Linked DNA regions of Mus musculus: region 2 is linked to region 1. The links are chromatin contacts, called in public targeted proximity ligation maps. All regions are on one chromosome and are shown on one strand. The core of a region is the stretch at or near the end of the contact, and the rest is flanking DNA. Distances in the headings are between cores, read along the strand shown.

The links.
Region 2: a targeted proximity ligation map of intestinal villus epithelium shows a contact between it and region 1, with 26 read pairs. A contact is called at or near these places in 17 of 39 promoter capture datasets (the 3T3-L1 cell line, 3T3-L1-derived adipocytes, the C10 cell line and 13 more), 183 of 484 Hi-C or Micro-C datasets (the 4T1 cell line, B cells, the BV-2 cell line and 83 more), 61 of 130 datasets of targeted methods (CD4 single positive thymocytes, CD8 T cells, the G1E-ER4 cell line and 35 more) and 4 of 9 other capture datasets (adipose tissue, embryonic stem cells, liver and 1 more).

Annotation. Positions count from the first base shown.
Region 1 is chr19:3,622,289-3,625,286 of GRCm38.p6, reverse strand. It overlaps Lrp5 (low density lipoprotein receptor-related protein 5), which reads left to right. Exons shown (of 23, transcript NM_008513.3): 8 at 2,561-2,777. Among named protein-coding and RNA genes, the nearest start is that of n-TAagc9, 48 kb to the right of the region's middle.
Region 2 is chr19:3,706,750-3,709,967 of GRCm38.p6, reverse strand. It overlaps 1810055G02Rik (RIKEN cDNA 1810055G02 gene), which reads right to left and starts at 1,675. Exons shown (of 4, transcript NM_028077.3): 1 at 1,532-1,675. It overlaps Gm36608 (predicted gene, 36608), which reads left to right and starts at 1,800. Exons shown (of 3, transcript NR_167751.1): 1 at 1,800-1,907; 2 at 3,183-3,218.

The sequences.
Region 1 (2,998 bases), core at 142-2,641:
CAGATCCAATCTTGTCCTCACCCTGGGTGTGGCTGGACCTGGCCGAGAAAGCTCTGGCCTCTTCTCATTTTGCTTCAGGGCAGCTCAGGAGTGGGAGCCAAGGCGTGGCCACCAGGTATCCGCCACCCGTTTTCCCCAGTTTCTCTGTGGGCTTCTTTCACTGTTCTAGAATGGATCCAAGTAAAGTGTGTTCCTACTGCAGCTCACTTTACCATGCTTGCAAAGTTTAGTTTGATCAATAGGACTAGGGATGTAGCTCGGGTGATAGGATGCCTGTCTGTCGTGCATGAGCTAAACATGGTGGTGCACACCTGTGATCCCAGTGTTAGCAGGCAGAGGCAGGAGGAGCAGAAATGGTGAACTGGAAGCCAGCTTGGGCTATATGAGATCCTATCTCAGGAAAGATAAGGAAGGAAGGAAGAAAAAAAAAAAAGAACACAACAGGGGCAAGGCAAGATGGCTCAGCAGGTGAAGTTGCTTGTGACCAAGCCTGTGATAATTATGTTCAGAGCCTTGGAACCCACATGATGGAAGGTGAGGGCTGATTCCTGATTCTCCTCTGACTTCCATACTCAAACTGTGGCACATGCACTCACTCACAGGGAGGTGGGGCAGAGGAGAGGGTGCAGGGATCTGACTGCTGGCCGGTTAACCCTGGAGCAGTGTCTTTCCTCGGGTGGGGCTTATTTTATCCCAGTCCCAGTTTGGCTTGTATTGTGGAATTAGTCACTAGGTAACCCAGAGCCCTGCTTGTCCATCTCCTCCCTCACCTGCTCTTCCTGAGTCTTTCTCCCCCAGGAGGGGGAGCTCCCTGTGCTAATGGGTTGTGCTGGGGTCAACCATTCCCCCAGACGGTTTACCCATAGCTGGTGGCCTGTGCACCACCTGTGTGTCTTGTAATGGGAACATAAGGATGAACTCTAGCAGGGAAGTGGTTGTCAGATGCACTAGGGAGGCAGAGGCAGGCAGATTTCTGAGTTCAAGGCCAGCCTCGTCTACAGAGTGAGTTCCAGCACAGTCAAGGTTACACAGAGAAACCCTGTCTTGAAAAACAAAACAAAAAACAAAACAAAAGAATGGACTCTGGGCTGTGTGAACTGAGGCTATTTGTTACTGCCCTCTGTTGGTCACTTAACACCATTGAGGCACCTAGCTCAGCCCTAGCTGCAGCCTCCAGCCAAGACCCTTCACACCTCCCGGAGCACCTGCCCCTACCTAGTTCTCAGCAGCTCTGATGGTCTCCAACTCTGAATGGCTATAGATTGGAGCCCAGCTTTGGTCTTTAGTTTGGTCTTTCCGATGCAGGAGACTGAGGCCCATGGGCTGCAAAGACTCATTCAAGGACATTCAATAAAAGATCATGGGATAGAGTGGGGGCGACCCCTGGCAGTAGGCGGCGGAACTACACTGTCTTACCTGCTGCTCTTCACCTCTTGCTGTGAACTGTAGCAGTACAGTATTCAGTGCTAGGCCTGCCTTGTAGTTTTTGCTGTCTGTTCTCCTGATGAGCAAGAAGTACAGCCTTGCTCAGGAGGCCAGCCAAGCTTTGTCTGTAATTACCTGGTGTGTTTCCTCATCCTTTTCTCTGTGCCTGGGATGTCACCATTGCCACTGCTGATCTTCGTGGGTCACCAGAGTCCCACTCATCCTGTGGCTTTAAAAAACAACAACAACAGGGGGCTGGAGAGGTGGTTTAGTGCTTAAGAGCACTGGCTGCTCTTCTATAGGGTCTGAGTTCAATTCCCAGCAAACACATGGTGGCATCTGATGCCCTCTTCTGGCACACAGGTGTACATGCAGATAGAGCACTCATACATAAAATAATTAAAAAAAAAAAAAAAAAAACTAACAACAACAAGAAGAACACCCCAACAAAAGGAGAGTCCTGGGGCTCATGATGGTCTTGACATCGTCATGTAGCTGGGAACGACCCTGACCTTCCTTCCACCTCCTGAGTGCTAGGATCATCTGCGTGCTCTACCAAGCCTAGCTTCTGGTGTGTGGGATCATGCCAGGTGTGCACTGTGCCAGCTGAGCCACACCCCAGCCTAAATGTTTGTTTTAATCGGCATAGTCTTTTCTAGAAGAAGACTTGGCTCTTCTGTGCCAGCATGGACAAGGAAGGAAAGGACCGCCGGTCCGTGGGGTTTGATTTATCACTAGAGGTGCCCAGAAGGGACAAACCTGCCCAGATTGTGGTTTGGCCTGGCCCTTTGAAACTGTGCTGTATGCCTACCCAGGGCCTAAGCAGACGTTGCTAATAGATCCCAGGAAGCCTTCCCATAGAGCTCGCCCTGTAAGTAGTCCAGGCCCCCACTCATGCCTCATCAGCAGTCAGGGAGAGAGGACTCTTGGCCTGTTCAGTGTGCACACCAGACTACAGAGGCTGTAGGACATGGGAAGTGTCACTTGTCTGGTAATAGCTGGCCTCTTGTGGCACTTGGTTAGGTGCTGATAAAGAGGAGCCTCTGGGGCAACTTGAGCCTGAGGCAGGCCCCAGGTTGGTTCTTGGTTGGTACAGCCCCTGCCTATCCAGACTCCCGTTTTTGCCCTCACACAGGTGATCAACATAGATGGGACAAAGCGGAAGACCCTGCTTGAGGACAAGCTCCCACATATTTTTGGGTTCACACTGCTGGGGGACTTCATCTACTGGACCGACTGGCAGAGACGCAGTATTGAAAGGGTCCACAAGGTCAAGGCCAGCCGGGATGTCATCATTGATCAACTCCCCGACCTGATGGGACTCAAAGCTGTGAATGTGGCCAAGGTTGTCGGTGAGTCTTGGAGCTCTGAGCCATGGCTCCACTTGGCCAGTTGGCCCCAGGAAAGGTGACAGGATCAGACGTGGGCTTGGTGTCCAGAAGGGTGTTTCACTCTAAGGATGGACAAGACAGGAAATGGTGACTGGATAGGTGAGAGTAGGGGTGGCCAGGAAGAGAGAAGGGAGTGGTCACGGATTAGCTGTGTTGGGAATAACTGTGGCTGATGTGTCACT
Region 2 (3,218 bases), core at 426-2,925, 84 kb before region 1:
GTAATGAGATCTGACACCCTCTTCTGGAGTGTCTGAAGGCAGCTACGGTGAACTTACATATAATAAATAAATAAATCTTTAGAACAAAACAAAACACCCATACACATTAAATAGAGGAAAGAAAACACTAACAAAAAAACCAAGTATTAACTCAGAAACTAGAACAAACAGACTGGGGTTGAGTCTCTTTTTGGGAATTGGTCCCCACAGGATCTGCAGGGAATCAGCATCAGGACACCTTCTGCCAGCTCATACAAGAAGGCCAGTATCATGTTCTCAATTCCATCGTGTCACACGGGCACACCCTTTCCACCACAGGGCAATGTCTATACACATAAGACTTTAAGTCTGCATTTCCTGAGCTGTTCCTACTAAAGTTCAGCCAGGTGACTTGTGTGAGTCCCCAAGTGACAACTAACCCTTGAGATGCTGCCCAATTCCTCTAATGTTTGTTTGACAGATTGCACTCCCAATCTTGCCTTGCCTTTAATGCCTTTATGATGTGTGGATTGCTATATACACATCACTAGACCTCAAATTGGTGAGCTTTTTCTCTGACATACACAGATTTCAATTCAAGAAGTCCAGACTCAGCAAAGACCATTAATAATCCCTATCAGCAGGGCCCCCGTCTCTACTCCACGCTAGGGAAGTTACACAATTACAGAACAGAAATTGGGAAAGCTAGTACAGGACAAACCACAGTCACCTACCTAATCCTGACACATCACCTGCTTGGACGTATTATGTACACAGACATTGCCCTGTGATCTAAAGGATGTATCCACGTGGCAGACATTAGCCCACGATCCCAGAACATTAAATATTATCTTAACTGCACCGCTTATCTCCAGGTATCTGAAAGTTCAGGTCTCACTACCAAAATGCCAAAGGTCTGTGTTCTAAACGCTTGCTAAGCCAGTATTTCTGATATTCTGCTGTCCAACAGGCGAGTCTAATTTATAAACGGAAAACCTGTATTTTAAACAGTTTGCTGGTTGACTTATTGAAATTTTAGAGCTGGTTCCTAGGGGTCGGGGTGTAAGTAATACAAGTTTTTAAGAGTTGGACTTCTAAGCTCCAGCCAGACCGTTAAGCGCACAAGCTAGCGGCCACAAGGGGAGGCAGGCAAGTAGACAAATGAGGAGGAAGGAAAAATGTGATGGATTTTCCTCATTGGTAGGTAGAAGAGTTTGGGGTGCAGGCCTCAACTATTTCCGAGACCAACACCTTCTAGGGTACAGCCTGATCCAAGACTCGCCTACTCTCGAATGTCCGTAGAGTGCTCGCAAACTGCCCAGCATCGACTGGCGATCGCCGTCAGCCCACCTCCTCCTCCTCCTCCTGCGCATCCATGCTTCTCTAAGGGCTCGGCCCATTCCTCCCTCCTCCGCCTTGAATCTCCATTCCTCACCGCCTAGCGCACCGGGTCCCCATTCATCCCTCCTCCGCCCCGCACCTCGCTGTCCATCCCCAAGCGGCTCATGGGGCCTTCACGACAGCTCCCTGGACAGCAGTGCGGGTCACTTACCCGGACGCGGCAGGCCCGTGGCCCTCACACCGCAGCGCAGCCACTTCAGCGATTCAGCCCCGCGCGGGGACGTGGACCGCAGCGAAACCCAGTTAGCTCAGCTCACTGGTGCGCGCTGGACCCCACCCGGACTGCCCCGGAAAGACGTCACGAAAGCGGGACCAATAGGCTGTCGCTGGCACGCGCGGCCGCGTGCGGTGGGCGTGGTTTGTTTAGGCCACGCCTGCTTCAGGAGCTGCCTTCCAACTTGGTCCCGCCTTGGCCACGCAGAGCTATTTGGAGCCGATCTAACGGAAGTGAGCGATCCAGGGACTTGTAGGCTATGTCTGTGTCTAGGGCTTTTCCCAGAAGCCGGGGAGAAGAGGGGTCAGATCAGGTGAGCGCAGATGTACTCGGACGATGGCTGGTCTGGACAGGGCAGCTCTAGAAGGCCTCATGAGGTACTTTATGAGGCTCTTCTGACCCGGTTCCTGATCTTTCTTCCCATCGGCTATTCAACTCCTTAAGGCGGTCCAGCCTTGTCCTTGCTCGCAGGCATGGCTTGGCTACTGAGGTTTGCTTTGCACACACTGCACCTGCCAGCTTCTGGCTAAGCATTTCACCTGAAAGGCAATACACTGATTTAATCCTGCAAGAAGATCTCGCTTTTGTTTTCAAGTCCAGAAACAGTCTCACAAAGGGCTTTGGAATTTTACACGTGGCATGACACGTGGGACGAAATGGAAAGCCTGTGAGACTTGCTTTTAATTTTAAAAGATTAGGGTTGGAGAGATGGCTCAGCAGTTAAGAGCACTGATGCTCTTGCAGATGACCCCGCTTGATTCCCAGCATCCACACGGTGGCTCACGACCATCTGAAAGAGCAGTTCCAGGAGATTCCATGCCTTAAGGCCTCCAGTGCACGTACATACATAATATGTATTGGAGTAGGCAAAATTCCCATACATAATGTTTGTATTTTATTTTTGAGTCAGGGTCTCTCTTTGTATCCCTTCTGTACTGGAACTCTGCATAGATCCAATTGTCCTTGAACTCACAGAGATCACTTGCCTCATGACTTCCTGTGCTAGGATTAAAGTCATGGGCCACTGCATCCAGCATACATAATTTTTAAAGAAAGAATTTAACGTAAAGTAGGTTTTGCAAGTCAGTAGGTGAATTCTGCTACTGAATGCCAATTTGTGTAAAACCCTTTTTAGGTCTCCTACCATGCCCATCCAAAGCGATCATCGTTGCCAGTTTTGTTTTGAGACAAGGTTTCACAGTCCAGCCCTGGCTGGTTTGGGGTTTCACAGTCCAGCCCTGGCTGGTTTGGGGTTTCACAGTCCAGCCCTGGCTGGTTTGGGGCTTGCTATGTAGATCATCCTAGCCTTGAACTCACAGAAATCTGTTTGCCTGCTGGGATTAAAAGTATGTGCCACCATGGCTGGCCTATTTCTAGTTTTATAACCTGTCTTGAGTCCTGGGATCAGAAACCAATGGACCCTGCTCTGAGCTCTATTAAGACTATATATAAGCCTTGCTGTGCTGTCATCAGCACAACCTGCTTTCCGCTGTGTGGAATTTGCCCATCAATGGCTTGCTGAAAGCAGCTGGAGGAAGGCACTGGCAGACAAGCTCCTTTTGCTTTGTGTTTATTTTAATCCCCCAAGGTGTTCCAGAAGAAGAAATACAATATCAGTGCTCAG